Linked DNA regions of Zea mays: all the other regions are linked to region 3. A link is a contact called in public Hi-C data. All regions are on one chromosome and are shown on one strand. The core of a region is the stretch at or near the end of the contact, and the rest is flanking DNA. Distances in the headings are between cores, read along the strand shown.

Evidence for each region. Hi-C and Micro-C count contacts between places; a contact is called where the count stands out from the background.
Region 1: a contact with region 3 is called in a Hi-C map of endosperm, with 3 times the contacts expected there. The contact joins the promoter of LOC100191736 here to the promoter of LOC100193864 in region 3. A contact is called at or near these places in 4 of 25 Hi-C or Micro-C datasets (ear, endosperm, leaf and 1 more).
Region 2: a contact with region 3 is called in a Hi-C map of ear, with 9 times the contacts expected there. The contact joins the promoter of LOC100191957 here to the promoter of LOC100193864 in region 3. A contact is called at or near these places in 8 of 25 Hi-C or Micro-C datasets (ear, endosperm, leaf and 2 more) and 1 of 3 datasets of contacts at active chromatin or transcription factors (leaf).

The regions. Positions count from the first base shown.
Region 1 is chr2:190,341,691-190,345,505 of Zm-B73-REFERENCE-NAM-5.0, reverse strand. It overlaps LOC100191736, which reads left to right and starts at 1,628. Exons shown (of 9, transcript NM_001155169.2): 1 at 1,628-1,983; 2 at 2,205-2,461; 3 at 2,555-2,609; 4 at 2,699-2,779; 5 at 2,870-2,966; 6 at 3,054-3,121; 7 at 3,763-3,815. The coding sequence starts at 1,789. It overlaps LOC111590834 (a long non-coding RNA gene), which reads left to right. Exons shown (of 4, transcript XR_002749972.1): 4 at 1-410.
Region 2 is chr2:190,293,478-190,297,107 of Zm-B73-REFERENCE-NAM-5.0, reverse strand. LOC100191957 reads right to left here and starts at 2,167. Exons shown (of 5, transcript NM_001137381.1): 1 at 1,814-2,167. The coding sequence starts at 2,048.
Region 3 is chr2:190,142,190-190,146,394 of Zm-B73-REFERENCE-NAM-5.0, reverse strand. It overlaps LOC100193864 (Alpha carbonic anhydrase 4), which reads right to left and starts at 1,304. Exons shown (of 6, transcript NM_001138944.1): 1 at 1,161-1,304; 2 at 802-1,016; 3 at 616-722; 4 at 429-543; 5 at 108-332. The coding sequence starts at 1,248.

The DNA of each region.
Region 1 (3,815 bases), core at 379-2,878, 200 kb before region 3:
AGGCCCGCCTTTACTCTCCGTTGCCTTTACCCTCCCTCCGCTTTAGTGCGATGCGTCGTCGGACGTAGGCGCTGATGCAACGCAACTTTCATGGCGCGCGCGTGTTAGCAGACGGTTTTCCATGGAGCGCGTGTTTGATTCGAATTCGAATGAATGCAAATACCTCAGCAGTCGCAGTCGCAGTCGCATGATCAACTTTCAGCAAAGTCGTTAAACTGTGGCTAGCTCTCTCTCTCTCTCTATATATCCGCAAAACGCTTTTTTACCGTCGTCGACTGTTCAGCTAAAGGTCATCATCATCATCATATCTGGAACGCGAGCCTGCTGAATCGACGAGACACGAAGACGACGACACGCGACCTTGGCCCGCCTCCTTTCGCATGCGCTTCGCCGGTCCACGGCCCATCTCTACGCCCAGTCGCCAGGACACACGCGCGACAGGGAACGATCGCGGATCTGTACAGCCGATCGCACTAGTCTAGAACGATTTTGCCCAGCCTGGGACTGGGACTGGGAGCACCTGTCATGGAAAGGTTAGTCGGCTAGCAGTACAAGCCCACAAAGTACATTGTCACGTTTTGTCGGCTTCCATTCGTCCTGTTTCGCGTCTGTGGATCTCTCTCTATTGTTTTTTAACTCGCCTTTCTACGTACAATTTCGACTGCCTGAGCATTAGAGCATACATGCTCGTTTGACTCGGTAACAAATAATAGAACATAATGTTACGTGCTATTGTGTTACGGCCTTCATAGTTCATAACGGTTTCTGACCGAGCTCGGATTGCGTTTGCTACGGGTTACCACTTACCAGTACCTTGTAACAGAGACAGGGGCCCTAATTTGTGGAAGCCGTGGGGAACAGCCTCAAATTGCTTGTCGCTCCTAGGCTCCGTATTCAATAAATCTGCAATAGATTTGATATCCACTATAGATCTACAAAATTTGTGTAGCTGATATTCTAGCTCTAGTTATATATGCCTCCGGACATTTTAGTTAGAACTACGTAGCCCTCCGGATAGAAGTCACACGTCCATGTATGCCTCCTCAGATGACGCGAAGAAAAAAAAAACATAGAGCACGGCTACTCGGCTAGGCGTGGCGACGGCGCAGCCGGGCTTGAGGCCCCGCGCGCGATGGCCCATGGCCCTGGCGGCTGGCGCGACCGGCGGGGCTCGTGGCGGCATGTGGCCCTAGTGTAGTCAAGCCTATCCACAGACGACTAGCGTTGGGCAGGACAGGACCATTCGGGGCGACGAGCTCTACGGGATGGCGCGAAGGGATGGGATCGGCGTGCTCGTCGGCCATGGCTGGGCCGGGCGTCGGAGAGAGGCGAGGCCAGGGAGGAAAAGGGCCGGGTAAAAGAGGACGACGGAAAATAATTTAGAATGAACGGGTGGCAATTCTCTCTCCAACCATACTAAATTTGAGTTCGTCTTGCATCCTCTAATAAAGAGTTTTACCAAAATAGTAAACTGACCTTCAAATCTATCGTTTTGGTAAATTAGAATTTAACGAATCTAGAATGTTTGGTTTTTTTTAAACAAAATAAAGTTATTTTCAATGAATGTAGAGGAAAATATTATATATAGACCGCTGGCAAACAGACACTAAACTCTATGGAGGTGGAGGCCAAATCCGATAATCTACCAGTGGGCCCTGGTTGACAGCCCAACGCACGGCTCTCCTGTGCGCCTCCGATGCCGTTTCCCCGAAGCAAAGGGAGACGAAAGCTCAAAAGGTCCCCCCGCTTCCTGTGGTCCACGCACGCACGCAGGCGGCGGTGGTGCCCATGGCTTCGTGGCTGTTGCTCCCCTTCTCCTCCTTCCCGTGGCCTCCCCCGCCCCCACCAGGCTCCTCCTCCGGCCGCGGCGGCGATGGCGGCGGAGACGGCGGCGATTGGAGGCCGACCGTCGTCGCAGCCTTCGCAGGCGTGCAAGTCGGCCGCGCTCTCCGCCGCCGCTTCGCCGGCCTCCTCCGCTCACCGGTACCGTGCCTCGCCTCGCCTTCCATTTCGTTGTAACTTGGGATGCACACCATGATAGCGTCTACTTAGTCTGTTCCCAACCAAACAGGCCTCAGACCCTCAGTCTGTTGTTGACTGAGCTCTCACGCTCTTTGTTCATTGGATGGCGATTTTTGTGTGTGTGTGTGTGTGCGCGCGCGCTCGATCAAATACTTAATGTCAAGTGAACCTTTCTACTCTAGGAGGTGCGACATCTTGATGCCTTGCCGAAAATGGGTAGCTTTTGGTTTGAAGGATCAGAATCGCTTGCGACATTCCACATTCTTGGCGCGATAGGGATTGTGTTCTCTGCACCTTATGTTTGCAGCTCTGCTCTGTTCAGTGGGAACGGGTCAGGGGGTAGATACATCAGCAACGGGAAGTTGTTGTCCAGACGGCCTCGTGGAATCGATTCCAAGAAGAGGCTCTGGACTAATGTCCTTCTTGCTCTTAATGTCCTGTAAGTCGGTGGACAATTTGAGTTTATGTGATAGTAGCTCCAATCCTTTGGTACATTTGTTGTTTAACACCCTTCCTTTTGCTCTCAACGAAGGGCTTATGTCGCTCAGGTAGCATCACAAGGAAAGCTTCTCATGTGGGGAGCCAAGGTTTGTGTCTTGGTTGGAATTTCTGTTTCAGTTATGCGCTGTTGATTTTGTTAACCTAATACAGTTATGACCATCATTTGCAATGAAAGATCAACAGTCTGATTGATAGAGGGCAATTTTGGCGTTTGGCAACATCATCTCTACTTCATGCAAATCTCACCCACCTTGCAGTATGTTTTTATGTTTGAATTGGGTTTTATATTTCATAGAAAAAATATCAGCTAACTTCCTACCTGTTGGATGTTGTCATAATGATGCAGTTCAATTGTTTCTCTTTGAACTCTATTGGGCCCATGGTTGAAATGTTAAGTGGTCCTAGAAGATATCTAGCTGTTTATTTCAGTTCGGCGCTGGCAGGTGTTTGTTCTTAACCTTTTGGATTGGATGGTAGTGCCCTGATCTTAAGTTATCACTGTTATTAATCAATTCTTGGAACATAAATAGGTTCACTGATGAGCTACCGTTTTAGTGCGTCACCTGCTGTTGGTGCGTCAGGTGCCATTTTTGGATTGGTATGTCTATTTTGCCGCTACATATGATAGGACTTGTTTGTCACACTTGTGGTCATTACCCAGTGCCAGAATCATGTTAACCCTATAATATGGCATAATTCATTAGCAATGTGAAACTACAAACTTCTCCCTTTGTTCCAAATTATAGTTCACTTTAGATTTGTCATGAGTCAAACTTCTCTAACTTTTACCAGCTTTGTAGAATATACACAAACATCTATAATATAAAATTAGTTTAATTAAATTCTCCATAACTCATGTATTGATAGCGGACTTATATGAACTTATCCATGTAAAAATATATCCCCCCTAAAAACAGTCAAAGTTAACAAGTTTGACATACGAGTTAGGACAAAGCTTAAGTGAACTATAACTTGGAAACCAAGTTTTTAATTCGTCACTTCTAAATGGTTGGTATAACATTCCTTTGTACTAACTCCTCAAAACTGCACATCTTTACTAAACAGGCCAGAAACATGATTTATTTGTAGTTTGTATTTCTGTATTTCAGACTTTTGTTTCTTATGTACACCACATTTATGTTTTGTCAAAAAATAGTCCTGGTCTTGTCCTATTGAAATATAAATCTCTGATACAACTGGTCATGAAAGTGTTTATATCACCTTTATCTGCACTATCAGGTTGGAGCCTATGCAGTTTATATGTGGAGGCATAGAAGATTTTTTGGGAATTC
Region 2 (3,630 bases), core at 918-3,417, 150 kb before region 3:
TAGTCTACAGAGCTCCTGTCTTGACTCTTGAATCTTGATCATGTTGTTGTTCGGTTCAGAATTCAGACTTCAGTTCAGAGCTACTGTCTTGACTTCAGAGCTCATGTTGTTGGTGAATGGTGATCATTTCAGGCTTGCTGCCCTGCTAATTATATTATAATCTCTATTCTAAGTATATATCTATATATAGTGTTATATATGTATATATACATATATGTCCTGGAAATATGCAGGACGACTAGGTGGACGATTAGGGTCGATCAGGGGTGACTAATCGTCCTGATCGTCGCCTAATCACGACTAATCGGGTGATTGCCCAGTCAGAACGATCAACCGATCAGGCGATCTGGATCTGAAAACACATAGAGGGAGTACCAAAAATTCACACATATAAGAGCAGCTCCAATAGTGTTAAAGAAGCTAGCTCATATGATGTTTTATTCAATAAGAAGAAAGAATGATAAGCTATCTCTTCATGAACAGCTAAGCTCACACCCTTTCCTATGACTCGTGTCTTTATGCTTACACATTTTTCTATGCCAGCATGTTAGGCCAGTCTCAATAAGAATTTTATGTGAGTTTCATCTACATTTAATAAGCTGCCACATAAGTGGTTTTTATGACATGTCGATGTTTTTAAGGAGAGAAGGAAACTCTCGATTACCAAATCTCTATGAGCCATGAAAATTAAATGTTTATGAAATCATAGAATGAAATTTTCCATTGAGAGTGAGAGTTTGAGTTTCATCCAGATTTTATTTCATTCTATATGGCATGGCAACCTTAGAAATTATGTCATGAAATTTCTCATTGATACTAGCTTTAGGCTACTCAATTTCTATCTTTTTTTTTCTTAAGTTCATATGAGCTAGCAAGTTGACCTTTTTTAGGGTGACAAACACTACAGTCAAAATCTATACGCTGCAGCACCAGAAATCAGATGAAAACACATAGGTTACATGCTACAAGCATAGACAGAAAGAAGGTCATCATATGTACTTAGGGGGGTGTTTGTTTGGGATTATAATCTGCCCAGATTATATAATCCAACAAACAAATTTGTTGGATTATATAATCTGGGCAGATTATAATCCCAAACAAACACCCAAATTTGTTGGATTATATAATCTGGGCAGATTATAATCCCAAACAAACACCTCCTAAGTTGATCCAGCCATCCATCCAGGTGTAACATCTTCAGAGACATCGGTGAGAGAGAATTTCTGGAATTTTGAGATCTACGGATTCTAAAAGCCATCTTCTACCCAAAAAGGTAGTTCGATGCCATTTCCAAGTGCCCACATCAATTTTGAATCAAAACATGCAAGTAAAGGTAAGCAGGTGATCCCATGTCTCAGCATGATTCAGAACTTTAAAACTACAACATAGATGAGCACCCATCCATTCTAAATTGTAAGTCAGTTTTAGCTTTTCTAGATTCATAGTTTTTAGTACGTATCTAGACATAATGTATTTCTAGATGTATATCAAAAAAGCCAAAAATGATTTACAATTTGGAATGGATGGAGCAACACTAAAGCACACTCCCTGACAATCGCACCCGTAGCATGAAACGACGAAATTGACTAGGAAATCGCGCGAACCTTAGCTCAACGGAGGTGGAATCGAAGAACCCAGCACCCATGCCGCGATCTGGCAGCGGTAATTTGTCGATATATCCCATCCACCCGCCTCCCCACTAGACCTAAAACCGAACTCGCAATTTAAGAGCTGCCCCGACTAAACCCGCGAATCCCCAAACCCTCGCACTAACGGCTACCGCAACACAAGTCACAAGAGTCCGAGAAATTACCAGCGAGCACGTCGTGGTCGTCTGAGAGGTACCCCTGCTGGCGCGAGGGCACGAGCAGGAACAGCACCGGTATGAGCACCCCTGCCGCGAGCAGGAGCACGAAGACGCACCGGAACGAAACCGCCCGCCCGATCGCGCCGAAGACTCGCCCTCCCCATGGGCCACCGCCTCCGGCTCCGGCGATCTCGAGGCCTCCCGCGCCGCCGCCGAGCTCCACATCGAAGGGCTTCCCCATTCCGAGCGCATCTGGTTTGCTCGCTCACCCCAACGCTCCTCAAGTCCTCCTCCTCCTCGCCACCACCGCCGTGTCCGTCACAGACGGACCCGCGCCTGCGCCTACGATCTAGTGAATCGTGCCGGCGCCGGTGCCCGGGTCCCTCGCTTCAGTTTCCGCTTCCGGTTCCGGCTGGGCGGCTGGTGCGAGTGACCAACAACTGTCAGTTGAGTTGGAGAAGATGGACGCTCCTCGTGTTTTGGACATTTGGTTTACTAGTGCTTTTTTTTCTCCGGCGACGCTACTCGACCGACATGTGCTCTCGCTGTCAGTCTCTGGCAAAATATACGGAGAATTGTGCATTTCGCACTTTGGTGTCTTTTCGCTTGCTTAGTGCATAATCCAGACGGCATTTCAGAAACGAAATATTCGTGCTCGTTCAGGCGTCGCAATTTTCTTCTTTCCAAATTGCACGTTCCAACTTTAACCACGAGCGAAAATCCCACCGCTCCTCGCCAACGCGCCGCGCATGTGCGGACAGGTGGCTCGCCAGGGTGCCTGCCAATTTCTTTTCGTTTCCATTAAAATAATAGTCACTTGTCAACTGGAAGGGATCGTGTAAGGCTCGTCAGTGACTTAGCTAGAATTTTTCCATTAAGTTTGCTATAATAAAACTTTTATAAATAATTTAATATAATCCACAAATTATATGGTATATAATTCAGAATATAAAGATAACTATAGTATATGAAACTATAGATTTAACTTTTAAGGCCAAATATAATATAAAATTGTCTAAACACCAAACACAAAATACACTGATGGTGTTAGGGTTTTTTCTAGATATCGGTGGACTAGTGATCGGGTGGACTGGTGTATGTCACGGCCTATCTAGACCACCCATTAGCTATGCCCTGAATCTTATAGAGGTGAGAACGGTTGGAAAAAACTGGTATTTTCACGGATCCCTTTACCAAAATTTATTATTTCTGGATTTATCAAGATATACGAAAAATGGTATGAAATTGTGATGAGATGTTTCGAAAACGGAACAACAAATTGTGTCGACATCTCTACTATTCGTTTTCGGATTTACCGAGAAAATCCGATAATATAATTTCATTTCAGCGTCCACGTTTGTTCCATCTCTTTATGTGAACTAGGAGAATTTATATGTGATATTTATCTTTTTTAGATATCATATAAGATATATCAGGTGATTTAGACCTCATGACCGAGGGTCTATAGCCCATGTATCGTGTGTTTAAAATTTATGTATTGTATGGTTAAAAGTTATGAGCGGACATATATGATCAATTATGTGTCATCGAGACTATATATTGTGTATTTGTATGGTTAATATTTGCATATGGATGTGAACAGTTATGTGGTTCTGACTTATTTATTGTGTGCTTTCTGATTTAAGTTAACATTTCCAAATCGATTTTGAGATATTTTTTCCAGATTTTTTTGTTTTTGAAATACCGAAATTTACTAACTGTAATTTGTTACCAACTTTCCAATTTCCCAATTCTGACTGAAAAAAACTTATACATGTGAAAATGATGATAGGGTTTTTTCTAGCGTTAAATATCTGGCTTTT
Region 3 (4,205 bases), core at 55-2,554:
CACCGACGTACGTAAAATGAGAAATAAACAATAAGGAGAGACGACAAGGGGTTTAGGATCACTCTGCTTTGCTCAGCGTTCTGTCGGTGACCTAGCTAGCTACGTACCTCCTTCACCGACTCGATGGAGTGGATCTCCTCCTTGGATGCATCTGCTACCTTGCTCATGATAGTCCAAAGCACTCCTTGAGTGCAGGGTGGGGTTGTAAGCGAGCCCTCGTACCCGTAGTATCCAGAGGCCTTGTCTATCCAGGCTGCCGGATCGACGACGGGGCCCTTCACTTCCTCCGTGCCGTTCTGTTTACCAGCGAGCCTCTCGAAGTAGGGCTTGAGCTGCGTTGTGGTGTTAATTAGTAGCATCCAGCTAGCGTCTATATAGCGAGGTCATCGTCGTCATCTTCTTAATTTGCAGGCAACGTACGTACGTACATCGCGGAGCAGCTTGCTGGACTTGCCTGCTTTGGCGCTGAACAGCACCGCGACGACGGCTTTCGACTTGGCGTCGGTGGAGTCCTCGTGGACCATGTGCATCTCCGCGTCAAAGCTTCACACCCCAACAAGCAGGTGAGAAAGATTGATGAATGTAATGGGGGCAGTGAGTGAAACCAATCCTCACCGGGTGCCGTTGACGGTGTGCTCAGAGGGAACGTGCCAGTGCACCTGCTTCAGCTTGTACTTCTTCCCTTCGATTGTCAGGCCGCCGTTCCCTCCTGTCCAGTTCAGCTACACCCAAGAAGACAACAAATTGGACAAATGTTCACAACGGGATTATATGGGGGGGTGGGGGCTCATCTGATCTGACCATGAAATCGTGGAGTCTGTTGTGCATGACGGCGTCGCCAGGCTCGTAGGTCTGCTGCAGCGGGTCTAAATCCTCAGAGACCTCCACCTTGGCGACGTCGATCGGGGACTGCTCGGTGCCGCTGTCACAGACATCCCAGTCCTTCTGCAATGTGGCCCATTTTGTAGGCCCGGTCGGGTCACCCTCCCTGTAGCTGAAGGATGACTGGGGTGTGGCTGCACGATAATCAAACGTAACCGAGAGCTAGCATATGGTCAGATTTATCTTATGATGGCCAAGATGAAACGGGACAGAGATAGAGAGACATCGATTTGAGTTTCAGGACAATTTAATGGACAATTTGGTGCTCCAGGACTTACTGCCCACTGCCGACGCATACCGCGCGCACAAGGCGACGATCGCAAAGGTGATGGCGGCCAGCGCTACGTCGTCCCGTCGCCGAGCCATCGCCGCTGCAGATCGTCGCCGTGGACACAAATAGCGGGCGGGCGCCGGCGGTGTGCAGAGCCAGAGCCAGAGCCAGAGGCCGTGTCCGTGTGCGCTTACGTACGGGAGGGCCGCCTTCAAAATAGGAGAGGGATGAATGGCCTTGGCCTCACATCGCCTATGGAGTATTTTTGGGCTACTAACTATATATGTTGTGTACGCTGTAGGCCATCTTCGTTATTGTGGCATATGCGACAAGTGAACGAATTAATTAATTCCAAGAGATTTTGTGCCTTTATTTATGCAAAAGGGATATTGGGTTAGCTGACAACAAACAAACATAACCCTTTTTATATATATATGCGTGACCGGAGGAACGAACTCGGTTCGTTATGTCATTCATATATGTGAGCGACGGGGCGGATGAATGAGCAGGCAGTGGCAGAGGGGACGGCTCGGCCGAGGGCAGAAGCCACAATGGCGAGGAGGAGGCGGCGGCGCATGTCGAGATGCTGGCATCGGAGGGAAGAGAGCGGCGGCGGAAGGAAAAGAACGAGCGCTATAGGATGCGGCGCTAAGCAGACACCATAGTCTATAGCACCGAACAAATGGTTAAAAAATGAAATTTAACATGAAATTTCTTCAAAAAAAAGGATCAAAATAAAAAAATCGGACGCCAGTAGGATACGAACAGTTAGCACTGATTTGGTGATCAGGGATCTCAAGAGAATCTATGGGAAGAAATCCCCTTACAATTCAATTTTAAATAACAAAAGAATTCCTCCCCATGGATCCCCTCAGAATCCCTGATCACCAAATCAGTCCTTACGTTTCTTGGGTTTTTAAAATATTTTTTTGTTGGTTTTCCTGGCACAGGAAAGAAATAATAGTGAAGCCCAGCCTAGTTTCCTACTGGAGAGTTGGGCCAAGGCGGATAGTGGGCCGCAAGCCGAACTTATTCATAGCTCACAGCCTAAGAACACAGAGGCAGTGCCGTAGGTGAGTGTTGGCCCAAGGCAGGCTTGTGGGCCGCTCGCAGAACCTAGTCACGGCTCATAAGCCATAACCTAGAAACTCCCTCCGACCAGCGCGCCACCTTGCGGCCCCCGGCACGGCTGGCGTCACGCCATTGAAGGCGCCGCATCTATGGTCAGGTCGGGAGCCGCGTCTTATCATAACTCATCATCATCGCCTTGTTGTTGCAGCAGCGGCAGCGATGCCTGCCAGCATCTATCTTGGCCAGGCCACTGCTCTGCTGCTGCCTGCTGCGTGATGGTGCGCCTACTGTTCCATGCCTGCTCGCTATAGCTCTACGCTCGCGATGCTTTGCCACAGTGACGGACGCATGCAGTTGCAGAGGCCATGCATATCATATCGCTGTGTTGCAGTTGCAGGGGCTTGGGGGGTTGCGATTCTAGTAACTGCGACTGCGAGCGAGCACGTTGGTTGTTTGTCTGTACTCGGCGAGATTCCAGTCGATCTTGCGAGCCACTGCTCCCTCAGTTCAAAATACACACACACACAGAGACCGTAATACTAGATTGTGGACGAAAGGAGCGAGTAATATGATAGGGATTGTAATCTTGTGTTTTGGACGGAGAGAATAGTGCGGTAGCATCACCCACATACTAGTAAGTAACGTTGCTTTAACCAAAATCATTGTCCTCGTATGTGAGGAGCGAAGGGCGTGGACGCTCCCGGTCGGCGCTTTTTAGAGAGAGAGAGAGAGAGAGGATACACCGCCACTGCGTCGTCCATCGCCATTGCTTTGCTTGCAGAGAAGTTGCATCCAAAAATCCGATGCCAGCAGGGGTGGACGGAGGCGAGATTGACTTTTCATTTCCACCGCAACCTTGTGCAGTAGCTTTCGGCTTTGAACGAAGGAAGCGCCGGCCCCCTCTCCCTCTTTCCCTCACCCGCAGACAGAAGCGCCAAAAGCGGCGAGGAGAAAGAAAGATTGCTTAAAAAGACTCGAAAGGCATGGGCGCTAGGGCTGCCATCGGCAACGAGGTGTAGGAAAGGGCGAGCAGCAAGCAAGCAATGCACACGGGGGGAGGGAGGGAGGGACTGACACGTCGCGGTCAGATAAGCGTAAATGAACCCGGACCGCGCTTTTGAGTGACACCGTGTGCGCGGTCAGGCAGAACGGTTCTGCGGATGGGATTGGGATTGGCCGAAAGAAAAAGATTCTTTTGCTCGCTGCTAATAGCAGTCCCTCGGACAGACCCTGACATGAGGGGCCGCCCCTGGTAGACGGTGCTATTGGCGGTCTCGTCGAGCATGCATGTTCTCTCATCAACCTGGTGCAGGCGACTAGACTAGCGCACAGACCCGGACCCGCTCACCACGAGAACATTGTGCATGAGAGAGACGGGGCAATGGATCGTGGCCATCGGCCGGGGTAGTAGCAGCGATCAAATCGGCATCTGGGCGCACCACCTGAAGATCGAGCGGTAGATCGAGACCAGAACCAGTGTACTTCACTCGTACTAACAACAGCAAAAGCCGTAACGATGCTCCCTGCACGGCTGCACGGGACGGCCGGCAGCGTCGCGGTCTCGGATAGGCCTCCTTCTCTACCTGTATCATCGATTGGGAGACGCACAGGTGATGCAGGTCTGCGAGCCTGCGCCAGGCCCCTAGATGGGTAGATCAAACGTCTACCACGAGCTACCCACAGGCCACAGCATTGCCTACGGTATGGCCACCTGTTCAGAAATCCTGATCGGATCCATCCATCTTTTTGGCCCCGCGCGGGAACGGCTACGCCTGCTGCTACTATGCACTCAGCGGCTGTCAGGCACTGTAGCCCCGCTCCAGTCTCCAGCCTCCGGTTACACCCTGGCTGGCCGGTCAAAGATCGCTGACCCTGCTATCGTGCTCCTCCTCCTACTCACAACAAGTCACACCAGCAAGCAACCCGGCTACGCCGAACAGTGAACAGAGATGGCTTTCTTTCTAAAGTATCAAGATAAAAC